2 separate regions of the Oryctolagus cuniculus genome follow, and region 1 is linked to region 2. A link is a contact called in public Micro-C data. All regions are on one chromosome and are shown on one strand. The core of a region is the stretch at or near the end of the contact, and the rest is flanking DNA. Distances in the headings are between cores, read along the strand shown. Region 1 holds the start of MRGBP (MRG domain binding protein). Region 2 overlaps DIDO1 (death inducer-obliterator 1).

Region 1 (4,564 bases), core at 1,818-4,317, 61 kb after region 2:
GGAACCCAGCGCCGCAGACCCGAGGCAGAGGTGGGGGGCGGTGCCGGAGCGGAACCCGGGAGGCCGCCCAGCCCCACGCTCCTCCCCTCTCCCTGCTGCAGACACAGTAACAGTGTAGCGAGCGCCCGCAGGAGGTCACCCACGCGAGTTCCTGCTGGAGGAAAGGCCACTGGCTGTGAACACGCCCCTCTCTGCTTTAATGTGCAGCAATCAAAGGAAAAGAAATTTCATCCCAGGGCGGGGGCGCCGGCCTGCCCTGCCCCGCCCCGCCCCGCCCCGCCCCCCGCTCCCCGCCGGGCGCTGTGCGAGGCTGCTGGCTCCCGCCGCCGTGTGCTTTCACGGAAAACCCTAGTAAAACAGGCTTATGAAATTTAAATAGTGAGACGCCCACCCGACCGCGCGCCACTGCGGGGCGGGGCGGGGGCAGAAGGCCTCGTCCTAGGCCCCAGGTGGCCAGGGCGGCCATCCGCGCAGGCCCCGGGGCGGGCTCGGGGCCTCAGACGGCAGCGGGGCGCGGAGCTGTCCTCCTGGCTCGCCAAGTCCAGGTCTGCCCCGGGCCCAGGCCGCTGCCACGGCCCACCCGTGCTGGACGCTGGACCGAGCTGCGTGTGTCCAGCCTGTGGACATGGCGGGCCCACCTGGGCTTCCCACTGCTGGCCGCCGGCACTCGGCCCTCGACGGCCGCGGCTCCTCACCGGCTCCGGCTGCCCCCGGGCTGGGGCCTATGTGCGGCGGCGCTTGGCGGCGCTGGGGCTGGAGGGGTTGCTGTTGGCGGTCAGGACCTTGTCGGTGACCCGGCTGCGCTTCCGCTTGTCCGCCCCCTCCTTGCAGCCCAGCTCCGAGTTCTTCTCTCTGTCTTTGCCGGGCTTTTCTGTGGCTTTGCCCAAGCTCCCTGATGAGAAAACTGAGAACAAAACCACTCAGCTGAGCACCCAGCCGGGAGCTCGGCCGGCCGCCCGTCAGCTGCAAAAGTCGGGTTCTGCGCACCTGACCCTCGGTGCCCTCTTGGGCTGGGAGCCCGGGCCGTGGGCTCCAGGGGTGTGTCCAGCCTGAAGGCCAGCGCAGCCAGCACCCTGCGCTCAGGGACGGCCAGGACCCATCCTGCGGCGCGGGGGACCAGCAGGGCCCTGTGCGCCGCAGCACCCCGCATCTCGCCGCCGGCCCCGCCCCCGCGCGCAGTCCCCCCCCTCCGCCGGCCCCGCCCCGGCCCCGCCCCCGCGCGCAGTCCCCCCCCTCCGCCGGCCCCCCCCCTCCGCCGGCCCCGCCCCGCGCTCACCATCGTCGGCCCCGCCGTGGGGGTCCAGGTCCTCCTTCATCTCCTCCTTGGTTTCCTCTTCCATGATCACTTTGCCTGCGGAGGAGGCGGCACCGTGGGACACCCGCTGTGCCGGCCACGCGGGCCTCGGCTGCCCAGCCCTGCCCGACTCTCACCTTCCCGGACCTCCTGAATGATCTCCTCCGGGAGCACGAAGTTCCTCTCGGGATTCGGGAACGGAAGGATCTCCGACTCGTGCTGACGTCAGGCACGGCAAAGGAACACGGGGTTTCAGCAAGTCCTGGAAGGCGAACTGGAGCCGCGGGCGCTGCTCCTGGGCCAGCACCTGGGCCGTGAGCGCGCCCTGGCCCCGGCCTCCCAGGCTCCTCTGGCCGCTGCAGCCACGAGGGGAACCCCCAGGCACGACGCAGGTGCCGCAGGGCGGCTGCGCGCTCCCTCGGGCGCCGGGCGGCAGGCGCCTTCCTCACCCACAGCCGCGGGAGCCCCGAGTCCGGCTGGGAGGCACAGGTGCTGCCCCCCCCCCCGCCCCGCACAGCCGCGGGAGCCCCAAGTCCGGCTGGGAGGCACAGGTGCGGCCCCCCCCACCCCGCACAGCCGCGGGAGCCCCAAGTCCGGCTGGGAGGCACAGGTGCGGCCCCCCCCCGCTCCGCACAGCCGCGGGAGCCCCGAGTCCGGCTGGGAGGCACAGGTGCGGCCCCCCCCCCGCCCCGCACAGCCGCGGGAGCCCCGAGTCCGGCTGGGAGGTACAGGTGCTGCCCCCCCCACCCCGCACAGCCGCGGGAGCCCCAAGTCCGGCTGGGAGGCACAGGTGCGGCCCCCCCCGCTCCGCACAGCCGCGGGAGCCCCAAGTCCGCCTGGGAGGCACAGGTGCTGCCCCCCCCGCCCCGCACAGCCGCGGGAGCCCCGAGTCCGCCTGGGAGGCACAGGTGCGGCCCCTTCTCCCCCCCAGCCACCTGCTTCCCGGTGCAGTCAGCGCCTCTGAACTCCCAGACCCGACGCCCGCAGCCCTGCCCGGGGGGAGCCTGCCCCCCGCAGCAACACAGGTGAGGCCCGGGACCCCCAGGAGGTGGCCAGCAAGGCAGGCGTCCGCACGCCCCCTCCACCTCCTGGGGTCCCACGGGCCTGCCCCATCTGCGTGGCCCCGCGCAGCGGTCAGCTCACCAGGGCCTGCATGTCGTACATGGTGCTCAGGTGGTCCCAGATGACCTTGGAGGGCACCTGCCGTCCGATGTTCTGGCTGAACTTGTCCCGGATGCAGATCATGTGGAAGTGCCGGTTCACACCTGCGGGGGCGGCGGGCCGGGTGAGGGGGCTGGGGCTGGGCGGGGGCCCGGGGGGTGGGGGTGAAGAAGTCGCGGCCCCCCTCGGCGCTGAGGGCGTGGGAGAGCGCGGGGAGGGCGCAGAGGAGTGGGGGGCGGGGTGGGGAGCTGCGGGGTGCCGGCGTGGGAGCTGCGGGTCTCCGGGGACGGGGTGAGGGGTGCGGGGTCGCGGGGGTCCCAGGCCCCGCCCCCGCCCTGACGGTTGCCCGCCCCGCCCCCACGCGCCAGGCCCGCGCTCACCGACGGGCTTGTGGCCCAGCATGGCGTGGAAGAGGCACACTTCCACCTCGGGGCTCCACACCACCGTCTCCTCCGCCGGGCTCGTGGCCGCCTCGCCGGGGCCCTTGTCACCCGGGGCGCCCCCGCCGCCCACCTCGGCCTCCCCCATGGCCGCCCGGCGACAAGCCCCCCGGAGGGCGCGGGCACGGCCCGGGCTCCGCGCAGGCGCAGTCACGGGCCGCTCGGGCGCGCGCGCCGGCGACGGCGCAGGCGCAGCTGCGGTCGGGGGGGGGCGCGCTGTGGCGGCCCCTGGCGGCGGCCCCTGGCGGCGCGGGCCCGAACGGAACCTGCCCGCAGAGGCAGCCCGCGGCTCGGACCCGGGGCCGAGGCCCGGGGGTGGGTGGGGCCCGAGTCCGCGCAAAGGCGGGAGGCGGGCGCGGCTGCTATGGGTGGGGGTCTCCCAGGTCTCTGTCCGACTCCGTGGCCCCAGCAGCGCCGCCCGGACACATCCCCCCGACTCGCGTCGGACCCAAGTTAGCAGCTCGGCGGCGCCGCTCGACCCCCGCCGGCGCCCCCGGGCCCAGGGCGGGGCCTGCAGCGGGACCACCAGGGTGGTGTCAGCCCCGGCTCTGCCGCCGCGGGTCCCGCGGGGCTGCCTGGGGGTCTCAGCCCACTCCCCGGCGGGCCGGGGCGGAGTGGGTCGTGGGAGGGGCCCGGGGGCGGAGTCAACGGGGGCGGGGCGGACCCATAGTGGGCGGAGTCTGCGCGAGGCGGGAATCCCGCGTGCCCTCCGGCGCAGTCGGTCGTGGGCGGAGCCAGGGAGGGGCGGAGTTGGCGGGGCCTGGGCGGAGCGAGGCCGCCGACTGGACCGCGTCCGGGGACCGGCTCCCAGAGGCGCCCGAAGGAGTCCGCACGGATCGTGGCTCCGCCCCCACCCCGCCTTCTCCCCGCGCGCCACGCCCACGCGGCGCACACGTGCGTCTGTGCACGGCGCTGCAGGCCGGGGAGCGTTTCGGGCTCTGCGGCGTCTCGGCTGAGACCCCCGGCGAGGCCCCGCGCGCGTCCGGTCTCGGCGTCGTCCCCGTGCGGTGGGGCGAAGGGCAGCCCGCCCTAGGGGGTTAGGAGGGGCTCGCGCCCTCGGGACGGCGGCTCTGGGCTCGGGCTCAGCGCCCATCCCAGCTGCCCGGACCACCAGTCGTCACAGGAGCCCGAGGCGGGTGCTCCTCGGCCGGGTCCCCGTGGGGGTCTGAGCGCCCGCGGGCGGCGGCCTCACCGTCTTGGCCCCCCATCCCTGCCCGCTCCCCCGGGCTGCCCCTGGCCCTGAGGTCATCTCCACGCTGGTGCGCCTGCCCGGTGAGCCCTGCCCCGACCCGCGCTCCACCGCAGACGCCGGCAGGGTGCTTCGGGCCGAGGGCAGCGCCTCGCTCTCTCCCGGGCATCTTGTGGGCAAACTGCCGGTGCCGGCTCCCGGCCCGGTCTCCACGGGGCACAACCTGGGCGGCTGCGGGACGCAGCTCTTTGAGAGGCAGAGTTAGAGAGAGAGAGGGAGAGAGGTCTTCCACCGCTGGTTCACTCCCCAGACGGCAGCTGGGCTGATCCAAAGCCAGGAGCCAGGAAACTTCCGGGTCTCCCACGTGGGTGCAGGGGCCAAGCACATGGGCCATCTTCTGCCTTCCCAGGCCACAGCAGGGAGCTGGATCAGAAGAGCAGCAGCCAGGACTCGAACCAGTGCCCATGTGGGTGCCGGCAC
Region 2 (4,556 bases), core at 1,260-3,759:
GTTGTGCAGGCATGGGGGGGGGGGGCATCTTGCTGGTTTCATGAGCAGCTTTTGTCTCCCTCATCCAGAGTTGGTGATAATAAAACGAGGAACCTGACTTTGTCTCCCAATTAGAGGAAAAAGTCAAAGCTTACGCTAAAAGAGTTTAGCTGAACAGCTATCTTTGAATGTTTACACAGCTAGAATTCTGATTTGTCAATAATGCTATGTTAGAAGTTTAGCCTTAGAGTAGCCTACTAAGAAGTTCAGGTTAGGGAGAGGTTGCACATCTCCTTGGCCATGACCCTGCAAGGGGAAGCCCCCTCGCCCGTCTTCAGGTGCCTGTGCCAAGGCCACCCTGGGGGAGGTGGAAGCTTCTGGCGGGAGTGGGTGTTGGGCCCACGGGGTCCCCCCAGCCCACATGACCGTCCTGCGGCCTGGGCGCTGCGGGTCTGCTCACTCCGAAGTCTGTGCTCCAGGAAGGTCCCTGTCTAAGGGCACAGGTCTTCTCGGGACGCCTGCGGTGATGACCACGCCACGTGGGCTCCGGGTGTATGTGAAGTTCCGTAGTACGCTTCTCTTGCACATCAACACCTGCCTGCTCATATTCTTGGCTTTTAAAAGAAAATTTGCTGAAAGATTGATGTATTTGAAAGGCAGAGAGAGGAGGGAGGTCCTCCATCTGCTGGTTCACTGCCCAGACGGCTGCAACAACCAGAGCTGTGCCGATCTGGAGCCAGGAGCTTCTTCAGGGTCTCCCACGTGGGTGCAGTTGCCCGAGCACTTGGGCCATCTTCTGCTTCTTCCCAGGCCACAGCAGAGAGCTGGAGTGGAAGTGGAGCAGCCGGGACTTGAACCAGCACTGCAGGCAGTGGCTTTAGCCGCTATGCTACAATGCTGGTCCCTACTATGTTTAATTTTTTTGATTATATATTTGAAAGGCAGAGTTACAGAGAGGTGGAGAGGGGTCTTCCATCCACTGGTTCCCTCCCCAAGTGGCCACAGCAGCTGGAGCTGGGCCGATCCAAAGCCAGGAGCTTCTTCCAGGTCTATACTGGTGCAGGGCTCAAGGATTGGGCCATCTTCTGCTTTCCCATGCCAAAGAGAGCTGGGTTGGAAGTGGAGCAGTGGGACTCAAAACAGGTGCCCATATGGGATGCCGGCACTGCAGGCGGTGGCTTTACCTGGTTCACCACAGTGCCTGTCCCATTTTTTAATTTATTTGAAAGGCAGACAGTCTTCCATCGGCTGGCTGGCTCCCCAGATGGCTGCAATGGCCAGGGCTGGACCAGGCTGAAGCCAGGAGCATCTCCCAGGTCTCCCACACTCTGGCTGCTTTCCCATGTTCATTAGCAAAGAGCACCAGGACTGGAACTGGCACCAGGTGGTGGCTTTGTCTACACCACAGTGACGCCCCAGCTGTCATTTAAACGAAGGTTGGACACGCTGCAAACCTGAAGTTTCCAGCAGGAAGACTGTGAGCGGTAGCCAGCTGTGATCTGGGTGCCATCAGCCTTGAAGCTTACACTGAGTGTGACCCTGTGGGCCTTCAAGGGGAGGGTTGTGGCCTTGTCACGGGCTTCAAGTAGGGCACAGTGCAGGCGCGGACAAACCTCCACTAAGACATGCGCTTGCGGAAGCAGCCGGGTGGCTCAGGACAGCAGCGACTCCCCTCCCAGTGAGTGTTGGTCTGGAAGCTGGGCACAGCCGTGCGCAGCCAGCAGACAACTAAGTGACAGCGAGTGCTCCCCTGCCTGTGGCCCCTCCACGTCACATCCTGGTGGTCCACCCTGAAGTGTCATTTGATGAATTCTTTGTGTGTGACCAACCCAGCGCGAGTCGTAGCTGAGAGTGCTGTATGTGGAGCTCGTGCCACGAGGTCGTCTGCCCCGGGAGACCAGGGACTGCACAGCTGCGAGGGAGCGCGACCTGGCCGTGGGTGCTGCTCACACGGCTGCCGGCAGCTGCAGAAGCATCGCTCCGTGCAGTGTTGCTTCCTCCTCAAGGAGTCAGTCCGACAAGGCAGTAGCTCTCTACCTCTGAGACAGACAGAGAAGCTGTTTTCTCTGGGTGCTGTCACCTTGATCTTTCACACGGAGCAGCTAGCGCAGGGGGCAGAGTCCTGGGTTTTGGCCTGAGGCACTGTTTCCGATGGGAGAGCCCTGGCTGGAGGCTGCAGCTCCTTTGTCCCTGGGAAGCTGTCCAGCGAGGAGGGGAGGGGCGTCTGAAACCCTCTCGGTGCTGCAGTCCCCCTGGGCTGGTGCACGGGGTCTTGGTGGAGGCCCACTAGTGCCACCCAGTGACTGGTGCTGCTGCAGCGCCAGCCTTCCCAGGCCCGACTCCTGGTTTCCTGTTTCAGGAAAGCCGGCCAATTGGAGCCTGCTGGCTTATCCCGGCACACCAAGGCCAGGCGCAAACAGTTTCCCTCACAGACACGGCCACAGCAAGCTTGCTCCAAGTTCCATGGTGTTGCCTGCCTGGATACACTTCCTCCTGTGGCTGCTGAGGGCTGAGCTGCCTCGCCAGGCAGGCCTGGGAGGGAGGGAGGGCAGCAGCAGGGCTGGCCTGCACAACACACTGAAGAGCGAACTAGAGTCAAGAAGTTGCAGATTTGGGTTAACAGCATTTGAAAATCGTTGTCCTTTGAGCAGAGGCCAAGCCAGGCCCAGCCCTGGCCGTGCTGCCCCTGCTGTAGGAGGAAGAGCACTCAGCCCTGGCCCGAGCAGCTGGGCAGGACTTCCAGCGTGTCACACGCTCTTCAGACGTGTTTGCTGCGTGGCAGATACCAGCAGACCAGCTAGCTGGAGTCCACCAATCTGGGAGGCTGTTGCCAAGTTCATTTACCTAATCAGCTCAGTGGTGTATCGGGAGTGGCAGTAGGGGGCGACAGAGAGACGGTATAGGAGCGGCTGGTTTCACGGAGGGCGGTTGGGCTCCAGGACGGGTGACTCAGCCTTGTGTTGGGGAAGTCCTAAAGGTAACGTCTAGACTTGGATTTCCCCCAAGAGGGAGGACATACATCAGTGGAAGCTCTGGTCTCCGTGGATGGCTCATCTAGACCTGGGGTTGGGAGAAGCAGTGTTGACGTGTGGAATTAAGTTTCTGATACGAGAGTGTAATGCCCTGGAGGTTGGCCTTGGGTCGCGTGGCGCAGCATCCTGTGTGTGACGCTCGGGGTGTCCTGTTGAGGCCCTGGCTCTGCGCTCAGAGCAGCAGGGACTGGATGCGCTCTGGCCTCAGCTTTGAGCTGGCCAGTTCATTCCCGGGGCACAGCCCTGTCCTTGCTGCAGACATGCGCCCCTGCCCTCCGAGAGCAAGGCCTTCGGGGGTCCCTATAGCTGGAACTCGGGCATCCTCTCTGCTAGGTGCTGCTGCCTTGGAGCGAAATCTGCACGTCAGAAGTGAGTGGGCATACTGAGGTCCAGAGTCCCCCCGCCACCCTGAGAAATAGCTTGGGCACCCAGCTTTGAGGGGCCTGTGACCTGCTGAGCCCTGTGTGTGGGGGATGGGTGTCCCATTATTCTGCTTTGCCAGGCATTGTCATGGCTTTATAGTGCCCACCGTGTAAAAACCCAGCTCCAAAAAGGGGTGCTGCACTTGGAGAGACAGCAGTTGGGGGTGTGGGTTCACCCCCAGGCAATGGAAGTGGGAGAGGGCAAGGCAGCCCATGCACTGGCCCCTCACTGGTGTTGGGGGTGTGAGATGGGACTGTACCTGCTGGCAGCGGTGGGCTTGCCTTGGTGCATTGCCAGTGGGATGGTATTTAGGAAAAAGCACAAGACCTGGTGATGCCTGCCCCCACCTCCCGAGTAGTGCTAGTGCAGGTTTTGTTAAGGAACCTTGTGAAGTGCGGGAAATGTGTGGCTCGCAGGCCTGGTGCTGTGTGGTGACGGTGCTCAGGCTGCCAGGGAGGGGCTGACAGCCAGCCCCCTGCCCGCACAACCAGGCCGGTGGCAAGGCTGTGGCCTGCGGGGACCCCGGGAGCAGCTCTTCAGGAGGGCAGGTTTTCCACTCAGGCCCTCACAGACGGGGTCTCAGCTCTTTCCCAGGTTTCTGGGACTCTTTGGGGATGGTGAACACAAGCAATGGGAGAGGAGTGAGGGTTCATTTGTTCTTAACTCCTGGGTGAGAGGGCATCTCCGGGGCACGTGGGGTGCCAGAGGGAAGGCTGGTGCTGGTCCCTGAAGCCCAGGGACTCCCACCGCCCAGAGCTCGTGGCGCTGCTGCGTGGACTCCGGTGGTCTGGTCAGGTGGGGATGGCCTCTGTCAGGTGCGGACATGCAGAGACTGGCCTTTCTGCTGAGCTTTGGGCCACAGCCCTGTTGGCGCTGAGGACGAACGACACACGCCGCGTTGAGTCACAGTGCAGCGTTGTGACTGGGAGGGGATGCAGCGGCATCGTTGCGTTCTTGGCCCGGCACTTGGTGTGGCTTCCCCGTGTCGCACATTCCTGTCCCCTTTCCATGCCGGCGGCGGCCTCGTCTCCTGCTGGCTGAGCCAGTGCGAGGCCTCCTGGGTCCCTCAGAGGACGTGCGTTTGCCCTTCCTGGGAAGGCTTCCAAGTGCAAGTTTGCCGAG

The links. Hi-C and Micro-C count contacts between places; a contact is called where the count stands out from the background.
Region 1: a Micro-C map of ear pinna shows a contact between it and region 2, with 2.4 times the contacts expected there. The contact joins the promoter of MRGBP here to the enhancer-like site in region 2. A contact is called at or near these places in 2 of 6 Hi-C or Micro-C datasets (ear pinna and an unstated tissue).

The regions. Positions count from the first base shown.
Region 1 is chr11:792,444-797,007 of mOryCun1.1, forward strand. MRGBP (MRG domain binding protein) reads right to left here and starts at 3,068. Exons shown (of 5, transcript XM_070051623.1): 1 at 2,836-3,068; 2 at 2,438-2,559; 3 at 1,432-1,589; 4 at 1,277-1,351; 5 at 175-904. The coding sequence starts at 2,983. The coding sequence ends at 439.
Region 2 is chr11:731,597-736,152 of mOryCun1.1, forward strand. All of the region lies in intron 7 of DIDO1 (death inducer-obliterator 1), which reads left to right. Among named protein-coding and RNA genes, the nearest start is that of TCFL5, 20 kb to the right of the region's middle. Within about 2 kb of position 2,510, at least 1 of the 8 cell types and tissues checked has an H3K27ac peak or open chromatin away from gene starts, as enhancers often do. A contact at or near this core is called in ear pinna, where this site is marked.